2 separate regions of the Zea mays genome follow, and region 1 is linked to region 2. The links are chromatin contacts, called in public Hi-C maps. All regions are on one chromosome and are shown on one strand. The core of a region is the stretch at or near the end of the contact, and the rest is flanking DNA. Distances in the headings are between cores, read along the strand shown. Region 1 holds the start of LOC100501093. Region 2 holds the start of LOC542010 (outer cell layer5a).

Region 1 (4,414 bases), core at 927-3,426, 130 kb before region 2:
TGTAGAACAAAACACCAGACAAAATTACAGTCAATACAAGTAACAGAAACAATACTAGAACTACGGACAGAACAGCAGACAGAGTAATAGCTGACACAGCCTCAACGTCCTCTAAATCTATCATCTATATCTGTCCTTTACGGTCTCCTCTAAAAGATCCCATCCTCTATATCTCCTTCCTCTCCAACAAAGTCCTCTAAATCACGTCCTCTATACGCAAATACCTATATTAGAGACATTTTCTTATTTTTAAATTTTTACATATGTATTGTCATACTCTCAAATGTATTGTACATATTTTGGTTTTGCTAAACCGGTTGTTTAAAGTATTCAAATAGATAGAGGACCATTCAGAGAAACTCTATATATAGAAGATCCAGCAGTGTCCTCTAAATTTAGGACGTTGCTGGAGGGAGGCTGGAGGGGGTACAGGACCGTTCGATCCTCTATATTTAGGGTAGAGGAGCCTTTACACGCTCTGTTGGAGAGAGCCTTTTAGGTTGTCTCCAGCAACGTCCCCTAAATTACATCCCCTAAAGGAATATTCCTTGTCCTTTACAGCACACTCTAAAAGATTCTGTCCTCTATATCTTCTCCATCTCCAGCAACGTCACTAAATTCGGTCCTCTATATCTACAGTGCTACGAGATTTCAAAATACATATTGGTTTTTCACCGCTTAAAAAACAGTTCATATGTCGCGAAATTAAAATACGCTACACAGTACATATTGATTTTGTGGTGAAAATAAGAGTATTACATATTTAAGCAAATAATGTACCAAACATTTGTATTGGAGCAAATAATATAAAAAGCTAACCGACTCAGTTTTCTAAAATAAATTCGTATTGGACAGAACATCGTTCATGTGTATATTGCTTGTCAGACATTTCGTCGATCAGGAATCAGGCGTCCACGATTTCCATGCCAAGCCATGGACGCGGTGCGCAGTATGCAGCAACACCATAAGCACGACGAGGTAGACGACCGACCTCCTGTCGCCCCTCCTGTCTTCCTCTTCCCTCGTGTATTCCCTCTCGGCCATGCTGCCCGGCTGTACGCGCTGCTCAGACTGCGGCGGCGAGACGACTTTTTCTGCTCCGCGGGAGGGGGCAGCGACGGGGATGACGGCGAGGCAGTCGAGCTCATCATCACTGAGAGCTACGACGACCTTGACCAGAGCAGAGGATGCTTGGAGCTCATGTACCGTGAGGCGACCTCATGGGACTTGGGCGGAGAGGAGCGACGGCAGAGGATCTCGATGACGGGGACGATGAAGTCAAGCACGGGAGTGAACACACCCTAAATTTTACCAGATGCTATAGCGGCTGTTGTTGGAGGCGTGCCGAACGTCTTCATCCGCTACATTTAGCGTACAGGGTGATTTACCGGGTCTTGTTGGAGAGAGTCTTATTAGAGATTCCTGTCAAATGCAGGTGCTTAAAGCAATGCTACTAGGGAAATGAAAACGTAGGGATTTTGGCCCACATAGGACAGAGGAGTAACTTCATCATGTAGCATCAAATCCGGTGAGGTGCTATATATGATTTTAGTCTGTTAGGGTTGCTCGCCTATCTAAGCCCCAACCAAAACAGATTCTTGAAATGGAATCTTGAGGCCTTGAATGAATGCTTAATGATGTCGCAAGCATCTTATTAAGCAGTAGTTGCATCGTACCAGAGTCCAGAGAACAAGCAGTCTCACGAGCCGACAAGACAAGCACAAATCCAATAAGATTTACCACAGAGGCGTCGAGTTGCAGCCTGATTATTCGGTGATTACGTACCCTATCCTCGGGGTGGAAGCAGGGGTGTATGATGCCGTTCATGTCGAGGTAGAGGTTGTCGAACTCGAGGCCGTTGGGGTTGGGCTTGGAGGTGTCGACGGGGACCCGGACGCCCTCGATCTCGACGGGCTCCTCCTCCACCACGTCCACCACCACCATCGGGTACTTCTCCGCCAGCCACCGGTAGAACGCCGGCACACCCATCTCACCGCCTACTCTGCCGGAACCCTAAACCTAGAAGCGGTGGTCGCGGGCGCGGATGCAGGCAGAAGAGGCGCGCGGGACCGATCTGGCGGGCGGGAAGCGTGTCGGGAGCGGGAGCTCGCACGGAGCGGCGGAGCGAGAGGGCCGGGGGGATATGCGCTTTTGCGGCGCTGCACAAATATCTCGGACAGGAGGGGATGATGCGTGTTTTTTTACGGTCTGAACCCTGCGGAGCCGGGTTTTCTAGTTTTGCTTTGTAACGCGTGGAGTTCGTTGACTCGACGAGACGAGCACGGGGTCGGTCCGTGGGCCAAAATGAGTATATGCTGGGCTGTTATTATGGTCTGATTCTTGATGGTTTCCCCAGTAGCCCAGAGGCCCGGATGAGCCCAGCCTTTTATCCTTTATACTCTCCTCTTCTGGATACGTCAAACCCGAGCAATATGTTCCGTTTTCTTTGTGTTTTAGCGTTTTCTATTTAAGCTCATGCGTTGCATAGAATCTCATAATCTTATGGCCTATTTGCATCAGATTATAGCTTCAGTTTAAATAGTTTTTTTTTTAATCTGAATAAAAAATAAAATTTCTTATCTAAATGTCTTCTAAAGGTTTACAACTTTAGCTCCATAATTTTCTAGAGCTTCTAGTATCATTTTTCACCAACTTAACCATATTTTCTAAGCCGGAGCAATTCAAAATAAAGCCTTAAAATCATATATCATGTAATTAATTAACACAAGTTATCTATATTCATATAAGGATGGACCATAAATTTGAGTCATATATATACATGATATAGAGGGCATTCAAAGCAATGAGCAAATCTTTTCTTTATGCTTATCTTAGTTCCTATATTTATCACCAAACGTTTATGTAAAGTTAATTATGTTAGTGAAAAGGTCGCGAGGAACTTGATTGTGCAATGTTACGAATGGATTCTAGCCAGGCGTGACGAAGGATGCTAGCACATTCCAAAAAGGATCTTGTTGTTGCTTAGACGGAAAGAATATGTGTTTCTAAAAAATTAGTAACAAAAAACTTTGCAGCCGATTAACAGACCATGGAACCTTCACATCATGGAATCTGCACAATGTTGTAGTCTTCGCGCAACATAGAAAGCTCAACAACAAATACGTGTACAAATCTAACTCAAACTAAACTTGTAGATGTGCTTTTGGAGATGCCTAGTAACAAACAAATGAAGTATATGCACTTATAAACATACATCCAAGTACATTGAGTGAAGAGCAAATAGGCAAAACTCATAATGTATCCCATGGTTCAGGTCACCACCAAGGTTAGTATACACCCACGGTGTTGAGGAAGCCAACAGTTTTGGAGTCTCTTTCGACTTGCACCTCTTCTCTAGCCCATAACTAAGGTAGTGAGATAGAGGATTCCACATAGATTCTCAGACGATATACAAACTTCATTGTAGCTCACCGCAACCATGAGAGCTCATTAGACAATGCATAGTCGTCTAGGAGGCTTCACCTAATCACCTCTAATAATAATCAATGCGCAACGAATAATTGATGAAACCAGAAAAGTGCTCAAAGGTATTGTTTGCTCTCAAATGCTCACTAATGAGTTTAGAAATGGTTGAGTCAGCAACATAGCTAAGAGACATGGGATGAATATATATATACCCACCCTACAAAAACTAGTTGTTATGACCTGCAAAGTGAAGAGCCTCCACCCATCGGTGTAGAGTGTCTTCATAAATGTCTGGAGACTCCGCGGGTCCTTAGGACAACATAAGCGACTTCACGTAAAACGTCATAGTTTTTTACTCCAAACTCCATTTTCAACGACATTGGAGCTTTTGGAAAGCTTGTTTTGAGGGCTTTATAACCTAACTAATAACAAGCCCCAAGATCAATAGGTGCATGTATTATGACATTTTATTTTTCTCATGTTAGCCATATAGTGTTCCACATAGATGGTGAAATGAAAGCCATTATATTCCACATAGTGTTCTCTCATGCCATTTTATTCCACGTAGTGTTGAGATGAAAGCCACTATATAAAATCACTAAAATAAAGGGTTAGACCCAAAAGAAACAAGGCATAGAACATGCTCCCCTTAAAATGTGCACCAAGTACTCGAATTACTTGTTTAATGCTTTATCGATTTAAGAGCCTAGAGGAATTCATCCTTGTAACACCTTGAATTTGGGGGTATAAAATTTCTTTGCTTGTATCCACAAATTCAGGGGTTACTCCTCTTTTCTCTCCCTTCTTGAGTACCTTTTTCTTTAGAAAGGGTTATTATTTTGGAAGTGTAGATGTTTTTCCTATGAGTAAAACCTCAAAAGTATAAAGAAGTGTTGCATCATGCTGACCTCATATCTTACTCTTGTTTGGTGCATATGTTTGGTGTTCATCCCTTTAAATTTGTGAAGTGCATTTGAGTATGGATTCA
Region 2 (4,006 bases), core at 147-2,646:
GGAGGTAAGGTGGATGGAGGAGCAATTCGATGGTCTTGAACGAAATGACAAACACCCTAATGAAAATGGCATCGGGGCAAACGACCGTCCCACTGGGGATCTTTGCGACCGACCTTTTTAAGCCAACCGCTCGATACGACGAGGACCGCCAGAGGGACGGGAAATTCTTAAGCGCGGGCCCGCTGACCCAAGAATAGGTCGCTGTCGTGGAAGGATAGATCCCCTTCAATTCCCTAGTCACCTGGATCCCCTCAAATTACCTGGTCACCAAATCAACCCTAAGGTAGTAATTGATCTCGCTGATATAAGGAGTACTATGAGGTAATGATTTAGGGGGAAATGGTGTCTATGAATCTGTAATAGACTGTAAAAGATGATTCAAATGAAAGCTTCATATTTACAAGAGGGGCCAATAACTAGAAAAATCTGAGAGGGGCATGGAAAGTGGTTTTACATATTAAAGTCATGCTCAGCAGACCGTGTATATGGATGTGTAAAACACTGTTTGCATTATAAACTGCACTATTTCTAAAGTAAAATTTGAAATAGAAAGTGTGATAGGGGTGCCACAAAAAGGCGGCCGGAGACCGCCTAAGGTACTAAAGTGCTAGTAGGCAAAACGAAACTGAAGGCAAATCTTGAGTTGGCATCAGCAAAAATTGCATAACCACAAGATATAGAAACGTGAAACAACTATTAAATTAAAAGAGAAGAGTAAATAGAGATGACAATAACATTTATAGTTCATGCAAGTGATCAATGATAACTACATGGAGTTCATCCCGATGGATGCAATGTAGGTGCAAGGAGGAAGGACAAACGCTACATACTAAGGAAAAAAATAAATGGAAAGAAGTGTTCATAATATTATACTAGCATTTGACGTCCTGATCAGGCACCATGCATGCCCTGCCTTCACATGAACAACATGAGCTGTCTGCGGCTCGTCGAAACTTTGAATACTTGCCTCTATATATTTTTTTTTAAAAAAATAGAGCATGCACAGCTAAGCCGCCGCACTGTAAAATTTGGCAGCAGCAAAAGTTCAAGACAAAAGGCAGGCGATACATGAAGGCGTACCAGCAGTGTAGTGGTAGTAGCTGTCACCGGGAGTACGTACTTTTCTACTGCTTCTTCTACCTTGATCCAAATGTTACCGTACACTCTCTTTCTCTCTCTCTCCCCTAGCTCGCTCTCGTCTGCTGAGTGTCTGACTCCCTCTCCTCTCGCTGCCTGAGCAATAAACGCTGCACCCTCTCCCAATAAATGCGTTTGCATCCATCCGCTAGCTAGCTCTCCGCTCCCCAGCTAGCTCGCAATAACTCCTTCCTCCCCACCTCCACATTCTCCCATCCGCCCTGCTTTCCCCTCCAACCATGCCGTCTTCTTCCTCCCCGAGATCTCGCCATGCCTGCTCTCCCGCCTCCTGCTAGCTAGCCTAGCCTAGCCAGCTGCGTGCGTGCGTGCGTGATCGTTTCCTGCATGCGATATCACCAACGCTTCGCTGGAAGAAGGCGTCGTCACAGACAGGGATCGAAGGTACAGATCGCCTGTCAGCCTAGCTAGCCGGCTTCTTGTCGTCCTTCTCGGAGCTCTTGCGTGTGCGTGCCCTAGATCTGCTGCCTGCGCTGTTACGTCATATTACGTGGCGTGTAAGCAGTGATCTGTGGACATTTTTAGGCTAACGCGCTTGCATTTTCTCTCTCTCTCTCTTGGTTGACTTGCTTGGCCTCACAGACATATATATATATGTATACGCGTGACACGCATCTTTCTTCTTTGGGTACCCTTCTTCTTTCTTTGCAGAATAAAAGTTGATCGATGGTAGAGAGCAAGAGCTAGCTAGGGTTTGGGAGCTGAGGCTAGGACCGAACGTACGTACGTGCTGCCATTGTTCATGACGCCGGCAAGGCGCGTGCCGCCGGCGGCGATGATCGGCCGGAATGGCTTCGCGTTTGGGTCCTCGTCGGCGCTGTCTTTAAGCCAGGTGATGATTATTTCCAGTGAGAAATCTTTTGGACTGTGCTGGGTCAGCCGTCGTCTCTCTCTAGTAGCTATAGCTACTGTGCTAGTTCTACTTTATGGTGGGGAAAATAAAGCAGTGACAAATTAAAGCCAGAGAAGATTATTCTTCCAGTGTTTGAGTTTTTTTCCCTCTCCTTGCTAGTATATTTTCATGTCGTGTTCTTAATTAATGCTCCTGCTTGAGCATACATTTTTCTTGTTCATTAATTTAATTTCCGTGGGCTAAGTATAGGTTGTTGTACATATGTGCGTGTATTTATGGTTTCCACTGGCATATCCTCGTAAAATTAAAGCTAAAATTCCTGTCTTCTCATTCTGAATGGAAGCACCCTAGCTAATCGACATGCATACTGCTCTTCGTGCATTGATTCATCATGATTCTGCATTCAATGTTTTTTGGAAGTAGCTTAAAAATGTTGATTCATCATAATACTGCTCCAAAAGTGTTTTTTTTCAAAAAAAAAACTTGTTGCATCTTTAATGCTCCATTAACTTGGTCAAATGACATATTCAGTAGTGTCATCTCTTAAATTCTGACTCCTGCTGGAATCGCAGGCTGACCTCCTAGACAGCCATCAGCTGCAGCAAGCGTTCCAGCAGCAGCTCTTCGATCAGATCCCGACCACCACCACAGTGGACGATAGCAGCGACAACCTCATCCATGGCCGCTCTGACACGCTGGTAGATGAGTTCGAGAGCAAGTCCTGCAGCGAGAATCCCGACGGAACCTCTGGTGACGATGGCCTGGAGGAAGACCCCAATCAGCGGCCGAACAAGAAGAAGCGATACCACCGCCACACCCAGCACCAGATCCAAGAGATGGAGGCGTAAGAACGATAGCTTGAGCTCCCCTTCCTCTAAGCATGCACCATTTGAAAGGATTCATTTTCGAGATAGATAGATAATTTCATTTCATTCATTAAAAATCGTGTCTGATTGTTTAATTGGGGACGACTGTGAATTGTGATTGGTCAGGTTCTTCAAGGAGTGCCCGCACCCGGACGACAAGCAGCGGAAGGAGCTGAGCCGGGAGCTCGGCCTCGAGCCGCTGCAGGTCAAGTTTTGGTTCCAGAACAAGCGCACACAGATGAAGGCAAGCAAGCTCTACTGCACACACACCGTTCCTGATTCCGTGACGTACGTTGCTGCTGATAATGCAAACCAACGTGATTACTGCAGAACCAGCACGAGCGGCACGAGAACGCGCAGCTGCGCGCGGAGAACGACAAGCTGCGAGCCGAGAACATGCGGTACAAGGAGGCGCTGGGCACGGCCTCGTGCCCCAGCTGCGGCGGCCCGGCTGCCCTCGGCGAGATGTCCTTCGACGAGCACCACCTCCGCCTCGAGAACGCTCGCCTCCGTGACGAGATCGACCGGATCTCGGGCATCGCCGCCAAGCACGTGGGAAAGCCCATGGTGTCCTTCCCCGTGCTCTCCAGCCCGCTCGCCGCCGCCGCCGCCGCCGCCCGGTCCCCACTCGACCTCGCCGGCGCCTACGGCGTCCAGTCAGCTGCTGCGGGCCTCGGCGCCGACCACGTGCTGTTCGGCGCCGGTGCCGGCGATCTGCTGAGGAGCGTGTCGGCCGGGCAGCTCGACGCGGACAAGCCCATGATCGTGGAGCTGGCCGTCGCGGCCATGGACGAGCTCCTCCGGATGGCGCGGCCTGACGCGCTGCTGTGGGGTGGCGGCGCGTCGGCAGGGGCGCAGCAGCAGCAGCTGGACGAGGAGGAGTACGTCCGGACGTTCCCCGCTGGGCTCGGGCCGAGGCAGTACGGGCTCCGTCCGGAGGCGTCTCGGGACAGCGCCGTCGTGATCATGACCTGCGACAGCCTCATCGAGATACTCATGGACGCGGTCAGTGACGGACTGATTGATGGACGGGTTTCCTTGATCGATCTATGCTGCTTGCCGATGATCGATCCATGTGACGACTCATCAATAATTAATCATCTGCGTTGCTTGCTTGCAGAACCGATTCGCG

The links. Hi-C and Micro-C count contacts between places; a contact is called where the count stands out from the background.
Region 1: a Hi-C map of leaf shows a contact between it and region 2, with 2.9 times the contacts expected there. The contact joins the promoter of LOC100501093 here to the promoter of LOC542010 in region 2. A contact is called at or near these places in 10 of 25 Hi-C or Micro-C datasets (ear, leaf, seedling and 2 more).

What each region holds. Positions count from the first base shown.
Region 1 is chr4:31,046,369-31,050,782 of Zm-B73-REFERENCE-NAM-5.0, reverse strand. It overlaps LOC100501093, which reads right to left and starts at 2,176. Exons shown (of 23, transcript NM_001322411.1): 1 at 1,786-2,176. The coding sequence starts at 1,989.
Region 2 is chr4:30,913,900-30,917,905 of Zm-B73-REFERENCE-NAM-5.0, reverse strand. LOC542010 (outer cell layer5a) reads left to right here and starts at 1,396. Exons shown (of 12, transcript NM_001111657.2): 1 at 1,396-1,539; 2 at 1,807-1,987; 3 at 2,581-2,852; 4 at 3,001-3,118; 5 at 3,205-3,879; 6 at 3,995-4,006. The coding sequence starts at 1,898.